Regions from separate parts of the Mus musculus genome. Here all the other regions are linked to region 5. Evidence: chromatin contacts called from public Hi-C, HiChIP or PLAC-seq and promoter capture Hi-C data. All regions are on one chromosome and are shown on one strand. The core of a region is the stretch at or near the end of the contact, and the rest is flanking DNA. Distances in the headings are between cores, read along the strand shown. Region 1 holds the start of Cd52 (CD52 antigen). Region 2 holds the start of Zbtb40 (zinc finger and BTB domain containing 40). Region 3 holds the start of Sh3bgrl3 (SH3 domain binding glutamic acid-rich protein-like 3). Region 4 holds the start of Paqr7 (progestin and adipoQ receptor family member VII). Region 5 holds the start of Pnrc2 (proline-rich nuclear receptor coactivator 2). Region 6 holds the start of Stmn1 (stathmin 1). Region 7 holds the start of Pdik1l (PDLIM1 interacting kinase 1 like).

Evidence for each region. Promoter capture Hi-C pulls out the DNA fragments that hold promoters and counts their contacts. A called contact is a pair of places that touch in the nucleus more often than the background predicts. HiChIP or PLAC-seq counts read pairs in DNA pulled down with a chosen protein or histone mark.
Region 1: a contact with region 5 is called in a Hi-C map of B cells, with 5 read pairs. The contact joins the promoter of Cd52 here to the promoter of Pnrc2 in region 5. A contact is called at or near these places in 2 of 39 promoter capture datasets (the C10 cell line and pre-B cells) and 1 of 484 Hi-C or Micro-C datasets (B cells).
Region 2: a contact with region 5 is called in a promoter capture Hi-C map of pre-B cells, with 3 times the contacts expected there. The contact joins the promoter of Zbtb40 here to the promoter of Pnrc2 in region 5.
Region 3: a contact with region 5 is called in a promoter capture Hi-C map of liver, with 4 times the contacts expected there. The contact joins the promoter of Sh3bgrl3 here to the promoter of Pnrc2 in region 5. A contact is called at or near these places in 4 of 39 promoter capture datasets (liver, neutrophils and pre-B cells).
Region 4: a promoter capture Hi-C map of liver shows a contact between it and region 5, with 4 times the contacts expected there. The contact joins the promoter of Paqr7 here to the promoter of Pnrc2 in region 5. A contact is called at or near these places in 3 of 39 promoter capture datasets (hippocampal neurons and liver).
Region 6: a contact with region 5 is called in a promoter capture Hi-C map of liver, with 2.8 times the contacts expected there. The contact joins the promoter of Stmn1 here to the promoter of Pnrc2 in region 5. A contact is called at or near these places in 3 of 39 promoter capture datasets (liver and pre-B cells).
Region 7: a contact with region 5 is called in an H3K27ac HiChIP or PLAC-seq map of thymic regulatory T cells, with 7 times the contacts expected there. The contact joins the promoter of Pdik1l here to the promoter of Pnrc2 in region 5. A contact is called at or near these places in 1 of 39 promoter capture datasets (pre-B cells) and 1 of 115 datasets of contacts at active chromatin or transcription factors (thymic regulatory T cells).

Annotation. Positions count from the first base shown.
Region 1 is chr4:134,093,699-134,097,317 of GRCm38.p6, forward strand. It overlaps Cd52 (CD52 antigen), which reads right to left and starts at 1,375. Exons shown (of 2, transcript NM_013706.2): 1 at 1,236-1,375; 2 at 1-202. The coding sequence starts at 1,286. The coding sequence ends at 29.
Region 2 is chr4:137,046,832-137,050,366 of GRCm38.p6, forward strand. Zbtb40 (zinc finger and BTB domain containing 40) reads right to left here and starts at 1,864. Exons shown (of 19, transcript NM_198248.1): 1 at 1,815-1,864.
Region 3 is chr4:134,126,962-134,130,290 of GRCm38.p6, forward strand. Sh3bgrl3 (SH3 domain binding glutamic acid-rich protein-like 3) reads right to left here and starts at 1,772. Exons shown (of 3, transcript NM_080559.2): 1 at 1,655-1,772; 2 at 957-1,124; 3 at 445-845. The coding sequence starts at 1,702. The coding sequence ends at 780. Cep85 (centrosomal protein 85) reads right to left here. Exons shown (of 14, transcript NM_144527.3): 14 at 2,897-3,329.
Region 4 is chr4:134,495,387-134,498,947 of GRCm38.p6, forward strand. It overlaps Paqr7 (progestin and adipoQ receptor family member VII), which reads left to right and starts at 1,375. Exons shown (of 2, transcript NM_027995.3): 1 at 1,375-1,650.
Region 5 is chr4:135,872,122-135,875,733 of GRCm38.p6, forward strand. It overlaps Pnrc2 (proline-rich nuclear receptor coactivator 2), which reads right to left and starts at 1,725. Exons shown (of 3, transcript NM_026383.3): 1 at 1,553-1,725; 2 at 774-978; 3 at 1-333. The coding sequence starts at 315.
Region 6 is chr4:134,466,686-134,470,551 of GRCm38.p6, forward strand. It overlaps Stmn1 (stathmin 1), which reads left to right and starts at 1,635. Exons shown (of 5, transcript NM_019641.4): 1 at 1,635-1,744; 2 at 3,418-3,490. The coding sequence starts at 3,478.
Region 7 is chr4:134,285,253-134,288,815 of GRCm38.p6, forward strand. Pdik1l (PDLIM1 interacting kinase 1 like) reads right to left here and starts at 2,001. Exons shown (of 3, transcript NM_001163794.1): 1 at 1,909-2,001.

The sequences.
Region 1 (3,619 bases), core at 125-2,624, 1.8 Mb before region 5:
ACGGGGCTTCAGAAGCTGCGCCTTCACCTCAGCTGAGGTAGAAGAGGCACATTAAGGTATTGGCAAAGAAGAGGAAACTGCAGGCACCCGCATCGATGATGGATGAGGCCCCACTCTTTAAGGGGGTTTTTTTGGTGGAGGTGCTGTTTTTGTTAGTACCAGAAGCGGCCGTAGTGGCTTGTCCCAAGGATCCTGTTTGTATCTGCAAGAGAAGCGCTGCTCAGTAGGATTTGAACCTTCTGTTGAGGGCTCCTGCCCCTTTGTTCCCTTTCTTCAACTCTAGGCTTCCATAAAACTGCCATCAGCCCTGTTGAGATGTTTGGCTTCCCACCTCATCACAGGCAAGGGAAAGGCAGCCCCCATGTTTGTCATTCTTCCACCTCGAAACTTCCCACCACTTTTCAGGCTGCCAGATCCTCCAGCAAAGAGGGAAACAGAAACCCAAATGTGGGCTTCCCCTCCCAGAGCCTCGGTTTCCTCATCTCCTGGTGATCAGAGTCCACCATGGTCCAGAGTATCACACGTGACGGGCCTGAGTAAGGCCCCTGGCAGAGGGTGGGGTGGGGATGGCAGGTGACAAGCTGTCCTTGATGCTTGATCGGGCAGTAACTGAAGTTGCCCTTGATGGTCATCAAACTAGTTTTGGTGGCCATCAAACTGCCTTGATGCATGGTCTAGATGTTCTTGATCAAGAACTTGATGGCTCCATTCCCTGTGCTAATCAGGCCTCTCTGCGTACATAGTGCCACAAAGGATGCCTCCCAGGGTGGCAGTTGATCTGCAGAGTATATGGGAGACTTCTGTCTCTGTATTCCTGCACACCCACAATTCACTATGGCAGGGGCAGGGGACCCTCGGTCACCTATGGCAGTCTATTAGACCTCTCTCCAGCCCTCTCAAAAGGGCCACTTCTGCGGCTCTCCTCATCAGGGCTTCCTCTCCTGATCCAGAATTACCCAGAACCCTCTGAGTAGCTTCACACATCAGACACCTTCTGAGATTTCCCTCTCTGAGGCCAGTCTGATAGCGCCTGTGAGGAGTAGAAACCCAGCCATATAGGCCCTCCTAGATCCCTGGTTTCCAGTTGGCGACCATCTATCTCTGTCCCTGTGGTAGAAGGCAAGGGTCCCCACCACCACCACCGAGAACCTGCATTCCTTCCCCAGAACCTGGACCAAACCATTAAGCTAAGACCTGGTGGTAGCTGCAGTGACTCTAGGAGGAGCTGTCCTTACCTGAATCACAACCAGAAGAATGATAGTGAGGAAGAGGAGGAAGCTCTTCATCCTGAAATCTTCCTGGGCTCTGTAGCAGCTTTGAGAGATGAGTTCAGGACAGTCTGCAGGCCACTTTGAACCTGGCTGCTTTTTCTGCAGAAGAGAAAGGGAGGAGGCGGGAGGAAGGAGGGCCTAGGGGCGGGGAAAGGAGCTTCCTTCTTTCAAACCTGGGGGTGGATGAAACTAGCCTTGAGGTTCCTGTAGATGAGTTGTCAGTTCTCAAAAGAAGCACAGGCAGGGCATACAGAGCAACATGGAGACACGGGGCAGGATGGATGGATGGTTTCCAGGCTTGGAGCCCTGTGTCCTGGGAAGGAATCTTGTTTTCATGATTTGACAACTCAGACCTCAGGCCTGAGGCTGAATTTACAAGTCTTTAACATCCCCCTCAAAAAAAAAAAAAAAAAAAAGTATGCTGCAGTGATAAGCCTTATTTTTTTATCTTTGTATTTTGAGACATGGTCTATGTCACTCTGGATGGGTTTACATTCAAGCTGCTCCTGCCTCAACCTCTGAATTCTGGAATTGCAGCCCTACATCACACTGCTGACTAATCACTTACTTTAAAAAGAGCCAACAAGGGGCAGGAGAGGTGGCTCAGAGATTAAGAGCCCTGGTTGCTCTTCCAGAGGACCCAGGTTCAATTCCCAGCACCCACATGGCAGCTCACAACTGTAACTCCAGTTCCAGGGAGTCCAACACTCTCACACAGACACCCATGCAGGCAAAATATCAATGCATATACAATTAAAAAAATCATTAAAATAAAAAGCATGCCAGCTCTTAGGAGACAGAAGCAGGTGGGTCTCTATGAGTCTGAGGCTAGCCTGGGCTACATAGTGAGTTCCAAGTTCCAAGATTGAACTACATAGTTAAGATTCTGGCTCAGGCTAGGTGTGGTGGCGCACGCCTTTAATCCCAGCAATTGTGAGGCAGAGGCAGGCAGATTTCTGAGTTCGAGGCCAACCTGGTCTACAGAGTCAGTTCCAGGACAGTCAGGGCTACACAGAGAACCCTGTCTCAAAAATAAATAAATAAATAAATAAATAAATAAATAAATAAATAAATAAATAAATAAATAAAAATATTCTGGCTCAAAACAAAAATAAGCCAAAACAACCAAAAAGCCCTGTATATTGATAATGCCTAACTCTAGCAACTGTTATATAAATGGCAATTGTGTTTTGTTTTAAAGATTGAGTCCCTGTAATCCCAGAACTCAGGGTAGAGCCCAGGAGACGATCAAGGGCAGTTATATCTAAATGGTGACTTTGAGGCCAGCCTGGGCTACCTGGGACTCTGTCTGAAAACACACAGGCAAGCAAATGATCAGACAAGAGAAGGGAGCTAAGAGAGTGGAGTGGATGTAGAAGTCGTGGGAAATGGTGGATGGATCCTACCATTGGTTCTATGGAGGCTCAGGACCATTGAGATCCAGGAACCGGTAGCAAGATTTGATTAGTTTTGGGTCTGGCCCCATTTCCTCTGCTCCTCTGCTCTTTATTTTAAGTGAATCATTTTTGGGAAAAAAAAAATCCTTAAAGAAGTGTGTGTGTGTGTGTGTGTGTGTGTGTGTGTGTGTGTATGTGTGTGTGTGTATGTATGTGTGTGTGTGTGTGTGCATATGAGTGTTTCACCTGTGTACACCATGCATATGCCTGGCTCCTGTGAAGGCCAGAGAGGATATCAGATGCGCTAAGAACTGGAGTCACAGCTGTTCATAGGTGATGGTAATCGAACCCGGCTCCTTTGCAAAAGCAGCAAGCGCTCTTAAACCGCTGAGCCATCTCTCCAGTCCTTCCTGAAGTCTCTTAAGACTTGATGTTTTGGAATTTGGGTGAAGAAGTGTCATCCTACTCAGAGAGGCCTGAGAGGGGGCTCTTGGGAAGACAAACAGGTAAACACAGCCCAGCATTCAGGAATTAGAAGGCAGCTATTGATCTCTGCTGTGGGCAGAGCGATGGGAGAGTCCCCAAATCTGTTTGGACAGTGCCCTGCCCTAACTTAGACAAAACAAATCTGTGGTTTTGATACTGGGCAGTAATTATCTCCACTTGGCTGATTGAAAAAAAGTGACTTGGTCCAAGTTCATGACTTATCGAGTCATTTGAACTTGAGTCCAGGTCCCTCTGATGTCACAGCCACTTCCGGGACTGCTCTTGAATGAGCCAACCCAGTCTGTGCTGTTGTTGTTTAGTCCGTTTTAATGTGGTTCCTCACACAAGTTAGGCAAGTAGTCTCCAGCCCTTGATTAAATCTTGACTCCCTCTCCTTCTTCATTGGCTCTGCAGCCCAGCTCCTGCCTCACCCATTCCCCTGGCTTAGTCTATGTGGTGTCTTAT
Region 2 (3,535 bases), core at 614-3,113, 1.2 Mb after region 5:
TAAACTCATGCAAGCATAGGTGTAAAAAACAAAAAAAACCAAAATAACTGTTAAATGGGTCATGGATAGCTGGGCGTGGTGGCGCACACTTTTAATCCCAGCACTCGGGAGGCAGTGGCAGGTGGATTTCTGAGTTCGAGGCCAGCCTGGTCTACAAAGTGAGTTCCAGGACAGCCAGGGATACACAGAGAAACCCTGTCTCGAAAGAAAAAAAAAAAAATTGGGTGATGGAGCTTGGCAAGAGGCACACGCCTGTAACCTCAGCACTTGGGAGGAAGACTGGAGGAGCAGGAGCTCTAGACCAACCAACTGGAGATATGTGTGTGTGTATATATATATATACATATATATATATACACACACACACACACACGTACATATACATATATATGTATACACATACGTATATACATGTGTATATACACATATATACATAAATGTGTATATATACACACACAAATACATATATGTATATGTATTTATTTCCAGGCCAGCCTATATATATATACATATACATATATATATATATATACATATATATACATACATATACACACACATATACATATACACACACACACAAATACATATATGTATATGTATTTATTTCCAGGCCAGCCTATATATATATATATATATATATATATATATATATATATATATATGTATATATATAATATGTGTGTATACATATACACACACACAAATACATATACGTATATTTATTTATTTCCAGGCCAGCCTGGGCTACATGAGGTCTGTGTCAAAACAAGCACAAGACAGAATGGGAACCTGTCACCGAAGAACCATGTCTACATTGAGCATAATTTATGCCAAGCACTGAAAATTTGCACTTCCTAACCCTAACCCTACATTGATTGCTTAAACAGCTATAACCCACACCAAGATTTGGATACAATTCCAAGGAAGAGCACTCCCAGAGGGAGAAAACTTACAGTTTGAGGTAATGTGACCTAGGCTATCATACAAGGGGGATTTCCCAGCGACAGCCTCACATTGCCAGCCCTATAAGCTAGCACACCCTAATCACACTTCACGTTTTGTGCAGGGAAAATACACTGCAAAGCTACGTAGAGACATAAAATAGATGGCCAATTGCACACACTGGGCGGGTGATAGCTTTGTAAGGAATGAGAGACCACTAGCTTGACGGCATCATGGAAGCTAGTCACATATCGTGTCAACTGTGCCTCGGGCCAGGATTGGCAAACTTCTGTAAAGCGCCGGAGAGAAATGACTCTGGCTTTATGGACCTTTCCATCAAAGCCGAAAAGCAGCCGGGGCAACTGCGCGCACTCCCCCGCCCCGCGGCAGGCGAGCGGCCGGACAACCCGTTAAAAAGAAAACAAAAAACGACCATAGCTGCGTCTCCGTGCAACTTCACTGCTGGGAGCTGAAGTTTTATTTCCCACGACTTCTATTTCCCCGCAACTGTTTTACAGCGGATAAACAAAAGCTGAGAGCAGAGATGGGAGGGAGCCCTCTGGGCCGGGGCGTCCGCAGCACAGCCCGGGAGCCGGGGAGTGAGGGCCGCAGATGCCAGGCAGTGTCCCGCGTCCTTCCACGGGACGCAACAACCTAGGCTGCGCCCGAAGTGAGGGCTGTTCCCGGGGGCCACGTCCCGAGGACAGCGGACGGCGGCGGCTGTGACCGACGCGAGCCAGGCGGAGCTCGCTCCGCGCATCCCCTGCGTCCCCCAGGGGTCCTGGGGCGCCCCTCACTCAGGGAGTCTCGGGAGCCTCCGCCGCGACAGGGGTCTCCGCGCAGAGTCCCAGCGCCGTTTCTATGGTTACCTGCTCAGCACCGATTCAAACTGCCGTTCTTTATTGACAGCGCCATTGAGGACACGAACACTCCTGCCCGAAGGGAACAATAAAGCTTTCTCCATTCAACAGCGCTGGAGACGCCAAAAGGCAGCCATCTTGGGGCCGGGGAAAACGCCGAGGGCCGTAGCCCGGATGTGCGCACGCCGTAGTCACGTGCTGGGGGACGGTCTCGCGAGAAGGCTGTCCCTGCATCACGTGCACGCTTTCTACCAATGGCAGGCTTCCAAGTTTGGAACCTGGTCTGCTCTTGACCTTTGACCTTCGCCTCACAGTACCTTGGGAGATGTTTCCTTAGCATGTTCCATAGCATGATCCATCCCTTACCTAGCCACTTCTGAGGTTTGCTGCGAAGAGACGACAAAGATTTCTTTCCTTCTTTTGTAACAAACAGTCATGTGCAGGGCGAGAACGAGACTGATTTCTGGACTGGGCTTGGTATGGGTGTACACGGGGTTTCTTTTGCCATTATCCTCTCACGTTTTAACCTATAGCACCACACGCTGGTTATGAACCCCGAGTCCAGTGTCCTGGCAGTCAAATGGATGTGAATCGGATCCAGTTAACATGAGCCCCATTGGCACTGGTCATGAGAGCTGTCCCTGCATCACATGGAGACCCATTTGTCCGAGATCCAGGCTTCTCGTTGCTATGTCTAGCTCCCAATGTGATTACAGCTGTTCCATGGGCAATGACAATATTCAGTCGTCCCCAGCACTGTCGCTGTCAGCTCGACTTGATGCAATACCTTTAAAACAGAAACCGAACCTATGGAGCAGAGCTGTCACTCAAATTTCTGTCATCTAATACTGTGACTGCAGTTTGCAGCTACTGCTGAAGATAAATAATTAGAACACTCTGGGTCATTAGAGCACTCTGGGCAGCTGTTCTAGTTAATTTTTGTTGTGATAAAATATCCTGAACCCCCTCCCCCCCCAAAAAAAAGTCTAATGAGTCAGGCTTAGTGACCCATCTTTTAATCCTGGTGCTTTGGAGGCAGAGGCAGGCAGATCTCTGAATTGTGAGGCTACCTTGATGTGTGTGTGTGTGTGTGTGTGTGTGTGTGTGTGTGTGTGTGTGTGTGTGTAGTTTCAGGACACCCAGAGCTACATAATAAGACCAGGAAGAAGGAGGAGGACCAAGGGGGGAAAGATTTTTTTCAGCTTACAATTGCAGGTTAGTCCACCACCTTGGAGAAGTCAAGGCAAGACAAAGACTTCAAACCACTAATCACACCACATCCATAGAGCAGAGAGAAGTGAATGCATGCATGTTCTTGCTTGTGCCCAGTTGGATTGCAGGCACAGTTCAAGACTCCTTGCCTGGGGAATGGGGCCACCCACAGTGGACTGAGTATTCTGACATTGGTTTACTCAAGATACCCCCACACACACACACACACAGGGACCAAACCAATGTAGACAATCCCCTAGGGAGACGCTTCCCAGGAGATTCTAGGTTGTGTCAAGCTGACAAGGTGCCACACCATGTTCCCTGTCGGTGGTTTGTCAGCACTCGGCCACTACCTTCTTGCCACAGTCAAACCAGTATCTGATAGGGCCCTACCAGGTGCACGGTCACCTGGCCACTGTTACCCACACAGATCACCATCAGCATCAGATTTATCATTTCCGTAGCCTCTAGACTTTCACCTATGGCTGTTGGGAGGACTGATCCCCCACTTATAGCAG
Region 3 (3,329 bases), core at 522-3,021, 1.7 Mb before region 5:
CTGACATTCTCTGTCTCAGCTGGGTCAGGGGAGCCTCAATGGGGGCGAGGCCTCTGAAGACAACCAGATGCATGTAGATCCACAAGCTCACATGGATACTTTCTCCAGAGTGTGCACAAAACCAGTGCCACAACTACCCCCATGGACCCAATCTAATACTGCTGCAGCTGTACACGCCCCCATCACCCCCCTACACTGAATCAGTCAGCTCCAACACGGGAGGCAGCCCGGGGGCAGCCACCCTCAGGCAGGCAGGCAGGCAGACAGCAGAACCTACATGGGAAACAGGGTGACTCAGCCATCATGGTCATGTGCTGCCAGCCAGCCATGTGTTCCACACACATACACACATGCACACGCACACGCAGCGGCAGCCCTGGGACAGTCCAAACACCACCAGAACTATCTGCCTCTGCCAGGCAGGGACCCGGACACCACAAGCAGTCAGCACCAGAGGAATGGACATTTAATTGTCTCTAGGGCACTCCTAGGATGGGGATGCGGGGCCTTTGGCAGAGCTCTGGCTGATGGAAGCAACAGAAATGCTCATCAGACAGGGCCAGGCAGAGAGGATGCCCCAAGGTGTGGCTGGGGACAGCCATCGTCAGGGCTTAAGACAATCTTTTGAGACTAGTTGGTGAATAAGGAATGTTGCCTCTGGAGGAAGAGGAGGCGGCTGCGGAAAGGGTCTGGGTCTGGGTTTGCAGATTAGGACGACAAGGAGTTGGTTACAAGGCCTGGTGAAGAGCTAGCTGGATAGGATCGGTGGCCATCCTGACTCAGGCCAGCTTCAGGAACTCCTGCAGTGTGTCCTGCTCCACGGCCTCCACGAAGAGTTCATAGTCCTGAGGAAGGGAGGCAGTCACCTGAGTCGAGGTGCAGGGCACCCCAGTTGTTTGCCCAGGTCTGACCCTGGCTGCAGTCCTCCAACACCTCCCAGAACCCAAACCCCATACCCCACAGTAGTGGTTCCCGTTGACAATCTGAGGTGGGGTAGCTTTGGGGTTGCCAGCCAAGGTTCGCATCTCATCTCGAAGGGCGTTGTCCTGGGAGATGTCCACTAGCTGGTATTGGATCCTCTTCCCATCTAGGATGCGGGTCACCTCACTCTGCTGGGACTTGATCTAGGGGCGGAGGATTGACAGGGTTGGCAGGCAAGCTGAAGGATTTGTGGGAGGAATTCCTTCGGGTGTGAGCAACAGCTTCTATCCTGCCCACTCTGAGGGGAGGTTCTGGCCACTAAGGGATGGGAAGGGTCCAAGGATAGACAGGTAAACTACTAGAGTTTCAGAAAGAAGACGGGCAAGTTCTGTGCATGACAGGGAAGCTAGACTCGGCGAGGGGCAGGCCCTCTCTACAAGACACATCTCCTCCTCCACAGCCGCACAGTGGAGAGGAAGCGGGATTAAAGCGGTCGGGGGTTGGTGCAAGAGAATGGATGGCCCTATACTGGGGGAATGAGCGTGGGCAGCTCACGCTGGGGATGCCGAGGGGCCCTTGGTGCGGGGGTTCAGGCTGGGCCCAGCCCTTGGACCAGACCTGGGAGGCCATACCCCGCACCTCACTGCTTCCATCGTGGGGGCGGCTCCCGGGCGCTGGTCGGAGCACAGAGACGGCCCACCCTCTCCGGGCGCCGGCCCAGGCACACACTTACTTCTCGGGAGCCGGTGACCGACGTGCTGTAGACGCGCAGGCCACTCATGCTGCAGGCGGGGGACACAGACCAACTGAGGGACGGTGGGAGCGGCAGCTGCACGGCTAGGAACTACGCTGCCGCCGCCGCGCTTGGGAGCGGTTTCCTTCCTGCTCCGCCCGCGAGTCACTGCTCTCGGGACCAATGAGCTGCGCAGGCGGGTAAGGCGGGGCCTGCATGACCCCGCCCTGCTCCGTGGCCTGGAGCCGGGAGGACCCCTGTCCTCTGCAGCTACTTGGCTCCCCCACTTCCCCCTCAGCCCCATGCTGGGGACCGGCTAAAAGGCAGAAAAAGCTGGGAAGGCAGGCGGACCGGTTCAGTTAAAAGCTTTCCCCAGTCTACCCGGGTTGTGTACATTCAGTGGCCAAAGCAGTGCCACCCAGGTCTCCCGGTCTCTTAATAGCACAGCTCAGTATGGAACTTTGGAAGGCGGGTCAGTTCGCAAGCTTAGACAGCAAGGGCCGGGGGGAAAGCTGTGGTGGGGCGCTGGAGGGCGGGGAGGGCCAGTGCAGCCAGGACATTTTCTCTAAAGCACCTCTCCACTCAAACAGGCTCAGACAAGAAAGGGGTGGTGGCTGTAAGCGAGGGGGTGGGGGAGCGGCTCACACCCTTCAGGAGCCAGGGGGAGGAAGTAGGCTGCGGGACAGCGAGCGTGCTAGTGTGCGGAGTCAAAGGCTGGTGCCCCGACTTAACCTGGCTTGCACTGGCCCTTGGCACAGCTATTTTTGGGGTGATCCCAACTTAACTCTACCTTTACATTGCAAATGACACCCCACATCTTTGAACTTTAAGAATTCAGCTAATGAGATGGAAGAGAGTCCAGCACCCATTCCAACTGTGGATCAAGCTCTGTCAGGTTCACTATAGGCCCCAAGAGTAGACCTGGGGCTACATAAATAATGGCGCAGGAACAACACAATTCTGCTGCCTGCTGAGGCAAACTGCCTGTCTGCTTCTGGGGAAGTCATTTCCTCAAAGCCACAGAAACCCAGAAGCTGCTGACCTCTGAGAGGTGTGCAACTTTGTAGTGACAACTGGCGGCGGTTGCTCTCTGCAACACAGGAGTGTGGGCAGAGACTAATCTGTCGCCACCCAGAGCAGAAGTGGGAAGACTGAGCCTCCACACTGGATCTGCCTAAACTCACTTCAAAAGAGTCACAGGCAGGCTGGCAGGGGACGCTGGGAGGCACTAGGAAACCGGAGTGTTTGTTAAATGTTTTATTCTGTAATCAAAATAGGCAATACAAACCAGTCGACTTAACAAAGAGTCATATAAATAACTTTATAAACTTTACGAAGAAAAATACCCGTGAGCATGGAGGCTGGGCTCCCGATAACAGGGTGGAAACCAACCAGGAAGCTCTGTTTTAAGGAGGCAGCAGCCCGGAGGCTGAGGGGATGGTCAGCTGGGTGTGATTACTCTGAAAGGTAAGCCACTCCATAAGAAAACATAAACTTGTTAAAACACTGGCAAAGCGGCCCCTCAGGCCCTGGAGGTCCATGGTGCTGTTAACAGCCCCAAGGCTTAGCAGAAGTCCTGTCTGCACCCCCACAACTACTTTACTCCTCATACATACAGGGCCCTTGGATCCAAACTAGAGGAGGTTGAGGGCTGGCCAAATAACCAGATACAACT
Region 4 (3,561 bases), core at 125-2,624, 1.4 Mb before region 5:
GCTTGCCACAGGCCAAGAACATTACATATAAACCGTGGATTTGAAAACAAACCAAGAGGGGACAGGATGTGGTGGTGTATGCCGGAGACCTCAGCCTCTGCTTCACTTGTGAGCTCCAAGCAGGAGCTGGGTGAGACTCTGCCTTTAAAAACATACAAATGAACAAAAAACATACCACCTCTGACAAAAGCCAAACCAACCGGAAACAAAGAATCAAAGCAGTGAGAGCTTGACCTTCCTGCCAAAAATAGAAGCTGAGTCCGAGGCTTCTTCTAAGTCCTTACTGTTTGTTTTGTTTTGTTTTGTTTTGTTTTGTTTAAGATGGGATGTCTTTGTTTAGCGCTGGCTTTCCTGGAACTAGCTCCATAGAGTAGGCTGGCCCAGAACCCAGAGATCCCTTGCCTCTGCCTCTGGCTCCTGAGTGCTGGGATCAAAGGCGTGTGCCACCGCTGCCACCACTGTCTGCAAAGTCTCTCATTTTTATTCATCCTATCAGGACACAGTCACCATATGTTGCCCAGGCTGCCCTTGAACTCCTGGCTTCAAATAATCCTCCTGCCTCAGTCTCCAGAGTAGTAGGCACGGGATGGCAGGCCTGTCGGCTTGCCCCATGGATTCAGGAAATGTGGGCGTTTGTCTGAATTTGTTGAATGAGAGGCCAGTCTCTCACATACAATTCTCTTAAGATAATATGCTCATCACAGTACAGAGGGAAATTTTGCAGTTTCCAAAGACCTTCATGTCCACCGTTTGACCTAAACACCTTGTCAAGTGGTACTGCCATCTCTATAACACTGAGGCCCAAAAGAGCAAGGTTTGTCCAAGGTCGCAGGGTGAGCTGGGGTAGCAACAGGCTTCAATCCTGTTAATGTGTCAGGGCTCTAGACTCAAAAGCTCAGTAAAGGACAGGGCCCTAGCCTCTACCAATCAGGCCTCTTTACTCAAGACCCGGTCTGGTACTCCATTTTTGTTAGGTATGAACACCACAGAAGGGGCAGGCACATGAGGCACTGTAAGAAAGTATTTATTGGAGGCATACCCTGCCTATAAAAACCCACTGGGCTGTTCACCTTCTCTGCTGGTCCCATACCTGGAAGATGTGACAACCAGGAGTGGTTGTTCTGACAGAGATCTAGACAAATCAGGACAGGGAAAATGTCAGAGATCACGGGATGAGACTTTGATAAGCCAGAGAGCCCAGTTTGGGACGCAGCTCCCCAGGGAGAGCGACATCTGGACTACAGTAGCCCTGTGAGGCATGAGCGGTATGTGCTGAGCTCAAGCTTGCCTCAGAGCTCTTGGGACACTCATCCGACTCTCTTGCAACTATCACAGAGCGAAGCTTGCGCTTTGGGGAAGTGGGTAAACTCTGCAGGAGTCTGCAGCCTCTTATCTGAGCCTAGGTTCTCTGGGCCTTCTATTTTCAGACTGTACTGTGGCCGCAGGAAGTCCCGGGATGCGTCGTGGAGTGACCCCTCCTGCAGTCTGAGCTTGCATAACGCCAGGCGAGAAGCTGCAGACTGGCGGAGGCGGCTGAGCTCCCGGTGCCCAGCGCCGCCCTCCGGGCTTGGGGCGTGGCCGCTACCCCTTTATCTGCGACTCCAGCGCGGGGGACGCAGCAGACAGCTCCTAGCTCTGCTCTGACCACAGGTGAGACTGCTCCTGGAGATCCCGGGGCCGGGCCGGGCTGGGCTGGGCTGGGAGTAGAGAAGTGCTCCCCCGGCACGCGGGTTGGGGGTGTGCTCCTAGCTGCATGCGTGCGGTGCCCAGTGGCGGAAGTGGGCAGGTGGCAGAAGATGGGGCGAGGCCGAAGACAGCAGGACCCTGACAGCCGGACAGTTATGTAGGGGAGCACCTCCCGGTAGGGGTGAGGAGAGGTCACCAAGGGAATTAGCCTCAAGGAGGGGACCGGAAGAAGAAACGTTTGAGGTCACCCCACCCCCGGAGGAGCAGTGGGGGGGTCACTGTAAGGGAGTGGGGAGAGCAGAAGGATTATGGGAGGACCAGAGGTAGCATGCCATGGAGAAGGAGGACCAGGGCTGGAGTAAAGCCTATGAGCTTGTGGCTTGTGGAATGGGGAGAATAATTCAGTGTCGTCTGCAGAAGTTAGGCATGGGAGACAGCCTGTGCAGCAGGATCACACCCTGGGCAGGAACAACCAACCTCACAGGCTATGTGCTGCATTCTAGGAGCGAGGTTATAATGGGACAAGAAGGAGCAGGGGTGGAAGTGTGTGTGTGTGTGTGTGTGTGTGTGTGTGTGTGTGTGTGTGTGTGTGTGTGTGTGGTATGTTTTGCAGATCCTTGTGGGGGAACCCCCAAGGAAAGCTTTAGAGAGGTGGGAGGGCTACCAGGCCAGAATATTGGATCCCTTCCCTAGCGTCAGGAAAGCCAGATTGCCCTAGATAGGAAAAGAGACAAGGCCCCACCACCACCCTCAGCCTTAACCTGGGGGATTTCCTCCTAGCAGCCCCTGAAGCCCCTTAGGCTGCCTCAGGCTATGCACTGAGAGGAGGCTTGGTGGATTCCCCAAGCTGACTGTTCTTGTTGGGTACCCGGGGACACCATGATGAAGATCTTCCCTTTCAGGGTACTCCTTGGAACCGTGGGAGTGTCTGAACTTTGGGGGAAAATGTCCTTAACATTTCCATTCTGATCACGTTACTGAGTACAAATGGAGACCCACAATGCAGTGTGAAACACCAATAGTTTCTTGTTCAGTCCTGGAAGACGCGGAGGTAGCCTTTTCTTTAAATTGGTTGAGCTGAATTGGAGAATTGGTTTGCAAAGGGGGAGGCGACCTGGTTGCTGAGAGACCCGAAAGCCTGCCAGAGCTTGTCCCGTCTACGTTTACCCACACTGGGTGCCCAGAAGTTGCCTGGAGCCTTGCTTCTGGAGTTAGTTTTAGACAAATGTCGGCATTATCGTTCCTCTGGGCCTGGATCACCAGATGCAATGGGGGTGGAAGTTATGCAGAAACATGGGAAAGTAGCTACTGTAGGTGACTGATGGAGCCTCTAAGCAATGCCACTTGGGGTCCTCCATGGCTTGTCTTTCCCTCAGGACCCCTCTGGAGGTTTTGCCTCCCAGTCACAATATGAACTCTGACTATACTTCTTACTGCTATTCTTTTATCTTTTGTAGATAGGAGTCTTGGCAGCTTTCCCACATGGGCCTTGAACGCCTGAGTTCAAGTGATTTTTCCTTCTGTCTCCAAGTGACTATTAACTTAATTTTGATGCAGGATCTTCGTATGTAGGCCAGGCTGGCTTCAGGTAGCCCTCCCACCTCAGCTCCAAATTGCTAGGGCCATTTCTCTCTCTCTCTCTCTCTCTCTCTCTCTCTCTCTCTCTCTCTCTCTCTCTGTCTCCTTCCTTCCCATTCTTCCTTCCTCCCTTTTCTGGTTTCTGGGAACAGGGCTTCTCTGTGTAGCTCTTGGCTATCCTGGAAAAAACACCTCTATAGACCAAACTAGCCTCAAACTCAGGAACTCAGAAATCTGCCTGTCTCTGTCTCCAGAGTGCATGGACCACCACTCTCTGGCCAAAGGTTATTTATTTCT
Region 5 (3,612 bases), core at 475-2,974:
TGGTGATGGTGGTTCACTAAATTTGGCTCCAGCATAGTTCTGACTAGCTTGAGACTTAAAAAGCAAGCTAGGACTTGATAAACCAGCATTCCAGTTGGAGTTGTTAGAAAGGCTCTTGGTCTTTCCCCCATTTTGCATGGCCTGCCATGCTGCTGCTGCTGGATTGTACCCATGTCCTCGTTCCTTTTTCTTATGAGCAATCTTCGTCTGGGAAGAATTCTGATCCTTGCTCTTCTGTCTATTTTGCTGTTCTTGGTTCTTACTAGCATTTCTAGATTGAGGGTCTGGAATGTTATACCTCTCTCCGCCACCCATCTTCAGCTTCTTTGTCACCTGTAAGTAAATACATGTAAACAATAAATTCCACATGTTCCTTGTGATGTTTCCATAGTTCCAGTTCTAGAAGTGTTGAAGAAAATATGACAAGATGGCATTAGGCTCGACTTCAAAACCATCTACCTCAAAAAACTAAAGTCGTGAGCTAGATACCAGTTTGTGAAATTGAAAGAAGAAAAAAATTAAAGCAAGCTCTTCTTTCATTCTTTGTACAAGCTAAAAGAAATAACCCCACACACCGAAAGCCACCCGTGGCTGGTGGGGTCTCCTATACCAGACTGGCCTCCAACTTTAAGCAGTCTTGCCCCAAACTCTGGAGTGCTGGAATTACAGGCACATAATACTGCAGCATCGCCATGCATGGCCGCTGACCTTAATAGTTTAGAATTGCTTCACTCCTAAGATAATTGGCCCCACTGTGATGGGAATCTTTATACCTTTCAGTTTGCTTTTCAGATTGAAGGATTTCCACTACTTGTCCTCTTCCTTGCTGCCAAGCCCAGGATAAGAGACGTTGCTTTCTGCTAGATCCTTTCCTTTGTCTCAGTACACAAGTTTTCATGAGCCAGTCTGCTGATTTCAGCCTAGGAGCTGAGGTCCACATCGAGTCTCCTCAGCACACAAGTTTGAGAGAAGTCCTAGCTAGAAAAGGAAAGAGAATTACTTGAAAATAACCCCAAAAAGTGATCTTTTAGACATTCTACAGAAATGGCTGTCGCTGCTTCCTCAAAGCTTCATAGATGATGTATGAGACCACGACTTTCTTTGACCTCATAAATATCAGCTTACAACTCTTGGGGGCTTACCTGCAACTCTTACCCGTTTTAAAGTGAAACTAGGACCCGCACAGCCATTTCCACATCAAGGTTCTGTTCCCAACAGCGCGCATCGTGATTTCGCCTATGACTCCGGTAACGGGTGCCATAATTTTTCACAAACCATAATAACCTTACATTCCTAAAGATCACGCCTCTAAGGGGAAAGGTTTCTCTGTTCTAATTAGCAAACACCCTCACAAGGCTGAGAAGCCTCCGACTTTGTAAGTCAGAAGGCCCGCACTCGCAGTCACCCGCACAGTGAACCTGCAAGCTCGCAGCCTCAGCCCGCGGCTCCGCTCCCAGGGAGTCGGTCGCACCCGACCGGCCTCACTTCCTCTTCAGCCAGGCCCAACAATGGTGCCCGCGATGGCCAACATGGCCGCCCCCGCCACACTCACCGACTTCGAGCGGCGGCGGCGGCGGCTCCCTCTCGACCTCCAAGCCTCCTTCCCTCTACAGGGAGAAACGATGCACGGATCTAACAGCCCACGAACGAGTCACGGATCACAACTCCGTCTGGGGACCAACCTCCTACTGCCTTTCCCGACAAAATGGAGGCCGCTGCAAGCGCGGAAGAGGACCGGAGACTGTGCAGCCAATGAGGACGCGGCAGCGCGTCCCGCGGCCAATGAGACGCCAGCCACCGCCTGTTGCTGGGGCACGCGGGGGGGGGGGGGAGTGCGGGGTGGCTGTTGTCATGGTTTGAAATCCTGCGGGAGGAGCATGTCGGGAATAACTGGCCCGCTTCGGGAGCCGCGCTGCTGGACTTTCCCCGGCTGGCGGAGGGCAGCTGCTCTTCTGCTGGCCTCTGGCAGCGGGGCCCGTACTTTACTTCCGTGACCAGACCTCTGCGCGGCGCCCGTCTTTGTTCCTGGCCCTTTCTGTCCTGCGGTCACTGGGCCAGCCCCAGAGCTGCCGTGGGTCATATTCACCCCACCCAGAGCCCGGCAACTATTTCTGCACATGACCACCTTCCTTTTTTATGTCTCCTCTGATCTAGCTTCACTTTTTTCTCGGTACCTGAGACTGTCACTACTATCAGGGCCTGCTTTTTCTATACACAGCACTTGCTGGATCCCTACACATTTTTTGGTCTTGTTTCGAAAGTGGGAAAACTAGAGAAAAGAAATATACCGCTCAAGAATGACAGCAAGGTTCGGGAAAGAAAGGAGAGATATCTTTTGTTTAAGAGAAAAAGAAAAACGTGTATCCTAGAGTCAACATTTCAAGGGTGAACACCAATTTCAGTGAATAATTCTGGGGGTAAATGTGCCAGGTGTCTTGCCTCATTCAGGCCTGTAATCACAGCTTCTCAGTTTTGAGGTCAGTTTGGAGTACATAGCAAAACCCCCATCTCAGCAAAACAAAAACGTTTCATTGGCTCCAAATTGTGATGCAAATAAGACACACACACTCACACATCTATCTATATAGCCATTGCTGTCCAGAATTAAGTTGGTCCAGAATTCTGCAAGCCTGTCCAAATGCATCTAGGGTGTTTTATCTGCTCCCTACCTCATGCTAGACTTTTGCTTATGTCATCTCATTCCAGTCTCAGCAATTTTAAGGGCAAGGTGCTATTCTGATTTCCAGTGTTCTTGGATTCAGGACATCTCAGTGGTGCCACACTTCAAAGCATAATGCTACAGTGAGTTTCAAGAGCCTGGGCTCATGTGCCCTTCTTCTCTGTGCCTAAAAGGTGCTTGACATAGAGGACACCATTACCCACATTGTCGGAAAGCTTGGGTGCCATGAAGCCTGCCTGTGTCCTGCCACCTGGCTGAGCCTGCTCTCTCCTACAAGGTCAGCGTCAGGCTGCCCTTTGGGAGAGCATGGTTCCGGCATTCACCATGTCTTAGCACTGTCTCTAGCTCATTAATAGCTACCAGTCCACAAGAGCTCCAAACTCTGGACCATGTGTAAAAAAGAATTCCTTCTTCGAAATATCACCGTCTGCCTGTCTGATTTTGTTTGGTTTGTGCATCGCATGCTTGCAGTGTCCTGGGAGGCCAAAAGAGGGTGACAGGTCCTCCGTAAGCCCTTACAGAGAGGCCTGCCTCTTCCTCTCTAGTCCTGGCACTAACCGTAAGCCCTTACAGAGAGGCCTTCCTCTTCCTCCCTAGTCCTGGCACTAACAGCATCCGCCACCATAGCCAGTGGATATTTAATTTAAAGCATTCATCTTGCCCACACTTATCTAGTGCCTGCTTTGGGAAAGAAAGAAAAAAAGAAACCTCATCTGGATCCAAAAGAAGGGAAAGCCCTTTCCTATTTGTGAGAGAAGGGAGCTGAGCTTTGGGGAAGTTTGGCCTGGTTTCTCTAGACAAATAACCTGCTCATTGCAAGGGAATTAGAAGTTAAGAAGGTGGGCTGGAGAGATGGCTCAGTGGGTAAGAGCACCCGACTGCTCTTCAAATCCCAGCAACCACGTGGTGGCTCACAACCATCCGTAACGAGA
Region 6 (3,866 bases), core at 385-2,884, 1.4 Mb before region 5:
CTTTTGCGTGGCATATCTTGTATTTGAAAAAAAAATGTATCACATGGGTGGGATCTTGCACACACATCTCCAAATCCAATACAAAGACTTCAAGACAAAGTGCTGGTTCAGAAGTTCCCGAACCTCGTGGCTATGGAGGTCTCTGCACATTTGTGTTCCCCCAGCTTCTCAGTTTTCAGAAAGGTCTAATCCTCGTTCCTGTCCAGTTCTAAAAATGACTTCAGGGATCCATTCTGAAAGTTGAAGCATCAGGCCATTGTGAGACTGCGTTCTGAGAGGGAAAAGCCTTCCACTGCGCAGAACTGGCTCCTGTTGTTCACATGCTAAGCAAGAACCACTTAGACTGGCTGGGGCGGGGGCAGAGGGAGACTGACCCCACGCAAGGGCAATTGCTGGAAAATATGCCTCTATAAGCATATTCCAGACAACTGTACTTTGCCAATTGCTTGCTTTGTACGTTGTCTGCACAATACAGTTTTCACTGTCCTGTATGCCTATTGTATTTTATCTCGGGTGCTTCCCTCTTGGTTAAGCAGATGTAGGATTGTTTTAAAATTAGGATTGTTTCCACAGAAGCTGTTGTATGTATGGGTTGGCTTTTGAGAGACCAAATCCATTAATAAAATGGTAAACCCAATGAAGAGTTTCTGAGCAGGTGCTTTGGGGAAATGACCACCTCGTGGGGACACAGCTTTGGTCAGCAGAGAGAAGAGGTTCTTAGACAGACAGGGTCACGCTAATTTCCTTTGTGTCTCTGCTATAGTTTTGCTTTATCCCGGCCAGAGGGAACCGTGACCTTGTGGCTCCTTTTGTTTACATTCTCAAAGTGAGCCCAGCCCCGCTCTAGGGAGCACGTGCTTTCAGAACAAAAGGAGCAAAGTGTATCTAGAACTGCCATCGCTCTTCCCTTCCCTTTCCTGTCACCGCAAGGCTTTAGCAGTCCAGATGGAGTCTGCCTTTAAGCTTAGTGGCTTTGTTAAACCCAAGATCAGATTCCAGAGCCTCCCGCTGTCCTGCCTAGATCCCAGTGTTTCCAGCTCGGGAGGCTGAAGGGTAGAATGCAAGTGGCCAAGGGAAGAACCACGCCCGTAATCTGCCAGTAGGAAATGGGTTAGGGACTGCGTTGTTGCGCTACAGGTGACAAGCTGCCGTGTGTCCGTGATAGGACACCGAGGGTAGAGGATCGTGCAGGGGCGTGGAGTGGCACTATCTTGTCACAGGGTTTCGGGCGTTTTAGGCGACCGGGAGGGGTATGGCATCAAAAGGGATATTGCTTAGGGAGCCAAATAAACTCCTATGGCTGGGTAGAGGTAGAGTCCAGTCGGTCGAGGTCTAAAAGAAGTAGGTTAGGACCGACCCCTCCCCTGCTCCTCACCTCGCCCTGCAGTTTTCCTAAAGAGAGTCCCATAACCGATTCAGTCCTGCGGCCGCAGCCAAATGCTCTTCCGATCAGAGACACCCCACCCACCCACGCTAGTCCCGGCTAACACCTAGAGAGACCCCCCACCAGGAGTGCCCCACCCCTAGCATTGTCCTCCTGCCCCCCTGGCCCGGACTACAATTCCCGAAATGCTTCTCTCCAGAGAGGCGGTGCTCTCCAGGCTTCGGGGCGGGACTGGCACGTGCCGTCACCCGCAGCCAATGCGGAGCGCCTGGTCTGGGTCACGTGCCGCTGTTTGGCGCTTTTGTGCGCGCCCAGGTCTGTTGGTGCTCAGAGTGTGGCCAGGCGGCTCGGACCGAGCAGGTGGGTGCAGGCTTGGCTTAGGCGGAGGCTACGGCGGGCTGGGGAGCAGCCGGGAACGCGGCGGGTCCCCCAGCCGGGCACAGGAGATGGGCGGAGACCCCGAGCCCCAGCGGGTGGGGGGCGTTGGTCTTTTGTGTGGAGCTCGGGCGGAGCCTTGGCTTTTGTCCCTATTCCCTGGAGATGCGGGCTGGAGGGGAGGGGGCGCGGCCAGCGCTGGGCTTTAGCCCGGGTGCGAGCGTGGAGACAATAGGAGGCGTGAGCCGTCCTCTGCATCTACCGCCCGGCGGGCGCGGCTGTTCGGGGGGTCCCCATTGTCTGAAGGAGAGCGAGGCTGGGGGCGCTCGTGCTGCTGAGGGGCGGCGCCCGCCCGGTCTCCCGGGGCTTCGGGGCGGTGGTCCCGGACAGCTCTGGGCACTCCGTCAGTGGGTGAAGGCCGTGCGACCGAGCCCTCTACAGCCACCCCAGGGCTGCGTGTCCGCGAGGTGTTTTTGGCGGGAGTTGGGGGGCAGACGGCCGCGCGCTGCCAGCCCGAGAGGGGCGGGGCCACCCCGGAGGACCGTTGGCCCCGCCCATTCTGTCGCTGCCCACGCGCGCGGGCTCCCGAGCGTGGAGAGGTTCGCGGAGATTCGAAAAGGCGCGGGGAGCCGAGGGGCGGGGCCAGGGGCCGGAGCGTAGGGCGTGTTCTGATTGGCCCGGGCCGCCAGCCTGCCCGCCTGGGCCAGGACCACGCCCATGCTGTGTAGTCTGCTGCGTTGGGTGCTCTGCTACAGATAAATGCATTTTTTTTCGTTGCTTCGTTTTTGCAGTGTCTAGTGTTTGGAACCTTTAGTCATACGCTTCGGGGCTAAAAGAATGGTGATCTTTTTAAAAAAAATACTCGAGAACTGTTGAAAAAAATGTTTGCGACATAAGGCATCAAATGTGACAAACCTCAGGCGGGTGTGGTGGCGCTTGTCTGTAATCTCAACACTCAGAAGCTGCCCCCCCCCCCCGCCCATGTATGCATCGAACATGGAACCCAGGGCTTTGCAAATGTTAAGTGTTAACCCAGTGGGCTAAACCCCACCCCTCTACCCTGAGGAGGCTGAGGCAAGAGGATTGTAATTTTACAGCCAGCCTGGATTAAGTAGACCCTGCCCTCAAAAGAAACCTAGAGGTTCATACAACTTCATTTTCTCACTGTGAGGCTAGTAGCTTAAACCCTAGGAACAATAGGACTTGAATATCATTGGCTGCCAGCTTGGGTGTTATTCACCGTGGCAGACACAGACAAAGCAGGGGTGGGTATTTCAATTGCACAATGAGTTGTAGACAGAATTAAGATGGCTCCGATCTCATTGTTGGGTTGAATCTGGAATATCTTATGTTGGGCAGGACAAAAACATTAAGGGACGGAATTCTTCAACCTTGTGATTGAACCCCTGAGTTTTGATATTCCAAGATTTTCTTTCTTTGAAGAATATCATTTAATTTGATTTTCTGCTGCCAGCGTTACTCAATGAAAATATCTCAATATGTCCCAGTGTTTCTAGATTGATATTTTAATGATGTTTCTTGATTTTCACATAATGATTTTCCTGACATTGTCAAGGGTGTGATTTGAGACCCCTTTGTGCTGATGACATAGGAGAAATGTGGAGAAATTGATTGCATGCTTTGAAAAATCGTTCCAGGGCTTTCCTTGCCAGTGGATTGTGTAGAGTATACAGCCAGTCTCTTGTCTTCTGTTCGACATGGCATCTTCTGGTAGGTAATTGATTTAGAAAACTGAAATCAGGGCGGGCTTATGGCTTTAGAATAGGAAGTGGTGCAGGCCTTAAGCTTTTAATTTGGCATTTGTGTTCTTTTCAAAATTTAATTTACAAGTAAAAATGCAATTGAGAAATGTTTATTAGTTGGATAAATATATAGAAATCTCAGCCATTCATACTTTTGGCTTGGTCCAAAGCAAAATGTGGGGTTTTACACACACCATTCTTTGTTTCCTAGGGAGTGACTGTCAAGTACTAATTCCTCAAGATGGTATTTGTTAGTCCAAAATGTTAAGCTTTTTAAAAAAAAAATGTTACTTGATTTCTTTTGATTTGTATTTTGATTCGATTACTACAAACACCTTCATTAG
Region 7 (3,563 bases), core at 751-3,250, 1.6 Mb before region 5:
TGATTATGTGGCTCAAGACGGCTTTCACATCTTTTAAGATTTTATTGTATATTTTACATATCTGTGTGTAGCTTTGTGTAAGTCAGAGGGCAGTATGTGGGAGTCAGTTCTCTCCTTCTACCATGTGGTTCCAGAAACTGAGCTCATGTTATATGGCTTGGCAGAACATAACTTTACCCACTGAGCCACCTCAATAGCCTTGGCTACCTTGGTCTTTGGAATGGTGGTATTACAAGTGTGTTAAGTAGCCAAACCTGGCTACTTTTATATTAAGTTCATTTAATCCTTAACTGCTTGAAAATGCCATTGTTAAAAATATATATATACCCGAAATTTGAAATTTCATCAAGAGGTGGTGGCTCACACCTTTAATCTCAGCGTGTAGGAGGCAGAGGAAGGCGGATCTCTGAGTTCAAGGCCAGCCTGATCTACAGAGGGAGTTCTAGGATACCCAGGGCTACAGAGAGACCCTGTCTTGAGAAGAAAACACACAAACAAAAGCAGTGAAACATAAAAATCCCTCACACTTAGAAATGCAAACCCCTGACTTTGGTTTATGGACCAAAAGTGGTCAAGATCACTTACTTATGTTTTGTTTGCAACAGTGTCTCAGGTAGCTCAGGCTACCCCTGAATTTACTATATAGCAGGGAATGACCCTAATCTCCTGCTTCCACCTTCCAAAAACTAGGGTTATAGACCTGCACCAGCATGCTTAGTTATTTGTTTCTTACAAAATGGGCACAAATAAAGTTTTTGCAGAGCTGTTCCCTCAAAATGAAGTAAGTCAACTACCTTTTTATCGTTGTTTAGCATAGTTATTTAATTCTAGGTCTTTTCTGGCCAAAGGGGGAGCATCCTATACATCACAGGGAATCCTCTGACAAAGTCCTTTGGCGCTGTACCTTGAGAAATCATTTAAAGGCAAGCTGGAGCACAGGCCCCACAGAGAAATGTTCTTTTGAGTGGAGAGTCTGCAGTACGCTCCCTCACTCACTGTCACTGTCTTCGCCGGCCAGGAAGAGTAAGATTGTATTTACATTGCACAACCAGGTAAACAAAGTGACTGCCCCGGGAACCGGAGACTCCCGGAACGACTACTTTAAGTTCATTGGCCAGATTTAAAAGAAAATGACTGTTCCTGAGGTTTGCCCTGAGTTACTTCCTTGTATTGGTCGCCTACCCTTCAATTTCTTCCTGGATTCCCCAATGTCAGGTTTCCTGTCACCGGGCGGGCCATTCTGTCCTGCTCTGTGCTGATTCCCGGTTACTAGGCACTTCCAAGTGACTCTTTTCTCTGCAGCGGTCCCCTGTCCTCTCCCACTTGCCAGAGGTCCCCCCCCCCAAGGAAGAACGCCTTCCTTGCATAAGAAAGGACGGTGTCTATCAAATCCTTGGGGTCCTGGCTGGAGAGACGCCCTGCTGAAGCATCCTTCGAGAACCCGAGCGCCTTACGATGGCACGTCCCGGACCCTCCTGCCTGCCTGCCTGCCATTCTCCCTCCGGGGCTGGGCACCGGCGGCTTGGACATGCACCTGCTGGTGCCGGGGACGGGGACAAGTAAGGCCAGCGGTGCTCGCTCTGTCGCCGAGGCGCGCTCACTGGCCAAGCAGCAAGCTCACTCCGGGCGGCCGTCCCTGGAAACCCCGAGGGACCCTCCCGTGGCCCCTGAGCGGGCCTCGCAGTCGCTTCAACTCCTGGCGGCTGCAGCCTAGGGGACCGGACTCCGGGAGTGGCCCGGGCGGGAACGGAGGCCGCAGTCCCCGGCCGGTGGCCGGCGCAGCACCGGGCCTTCCCGGGGATGACTCCACTGAGAGGTCCGTGACAGGCCTGCTGGGGACAGAGACACATGCAGGGAGACCGGTTCTGACTGCGGGGCATCCGTGGCACGGCGAAGGGCCAGGTTTACCTCAGGGCAGCCGCCGCCGCTTCTCCCTCTCATGAGCTCTGCAGGCCGCCATTATCGCGCAGCTCGCGCCCTCGGCCGCGGCGGCCTCCAGTCAGAAGCCGGCGCGCGCCCCCGTGGTGCGCGGACACACCCCCTCACGCCGGGCCCCGCCCCCTCCGGCTTGCCGTAGCGCGCGTGCGCAAGCCGAGCGCCGCCTGCTGCCGGGCGAGCGCCCGCCTCTCCTCCGCGGGCTCTGGCCATTGCGCTCCGTCGCTGCCCTGGCGCGGCGCACAGCCGAGCGTTTCCAGCGGTGTGCGCGCTGCAGAGCGGACCAATGCTGCCCTGCAGGGGTGGCGGCAGGGGACGGTCGCCCTCAGCCGCAGCGGGGGGCGCGTCCCGGGACCCCAGAGAAGCTGCGGCCGCTGGCCCGAGCCGGCGGTGCTCGTGCCCCGTGGCGGGCTACGCTGCCCGCCCTCTTCAGACCTACCGAGCGGCGGGCTGGAGCGCGCGGTTCGCTGGGGCCGGATGCCCGGTGCATCTTCCTCGCTGGTGGCGGGACTGGGCGGCGGGTCCGTGGGGAGGCGCGGCCAGTGCTGGGAGGCTGGCTGCACCTACGTTCCGAGGCACCGAGCTGTGTTTGCGGGTGGCACAATGGCCCAGGCAGCGACGCGGGCCTGGGTGCGATCATCTGGGAGGATGCTGTCCCCTGCCCCACCGGCGCGGTGGTATCTCCCTTAAAGAAGCCGGAACCTCATTGTTCCCGGCCTTGAGGATCGGGGCGTCCTGCTGGGTGAGAGAGAGGGTGTGGCCTACCTGGCTGCGGCGCGCAGCCTAGCTGGCCTGAACCGGAGTTGGGACCCATTTTAGGCGGGTGTACGGACACAAAACAGGTCTCCTAGGACTGCAGTCCCCCGGAGTTCTTCAAATACGTGCACAAAACCTTTCAAATGCCCCCAGCAGTTGTCAGTCATAACCCTGAGTTGCCCTGAGATCGGGGTGACAGTCACTTGGAAACCAGGACCAACTGGCCGGCCCGTCGTTAGTTACACAGATTGAGTAAGCATCTGCCAGAAACGCCCATTCTTTTCTTTATTATTCTGTACCTACTGCTTGTTAGTAAGGTTGATCCTGCCTTCATTGCCCCCTAAGCATCTCAGTGCCTCCAGGATCATCCTTTGTCATCTGCTTATGAAACTAATATTTGGGGTCTGGGCAACTTTCTATATAATCTGAACCATATTCCAAAAGTAAAGACCTTACTACTGACCCTGCTGCTTTCATAGGCGAGGAAACCAACACCTGCCACATTGACCAAAAGTTGTCTTCCTAGAACACCCACTCGCACCCTAGTGTAACGTCCTCCAGCCCCTCCTAATAAAAGCCCAGCAATCTATTCAGAGTTTGTCCTGAGGGCCATCCTCCTATTGGTGCTCACGTTTTCTGGGAATACTGAGTCAGTCAAGACTTGCTTCCTGCCCTGGAAAGTAGGGGGAAATAGGAAAGCTCAGTAGACGCCGGCTACCAGTGTTAAACAGGATGGACTAGGAAGAGATCTCTTCATGAGAGTAGTCTTTTTGTTTATTGTGGTCATAAAATGTCACGGGATCGTCAAGGGACGTACCTGTTCTAGCTGCTTTCCTGTTGCTGTGATTAAAAAGAAAAATTGCTGACCAAAA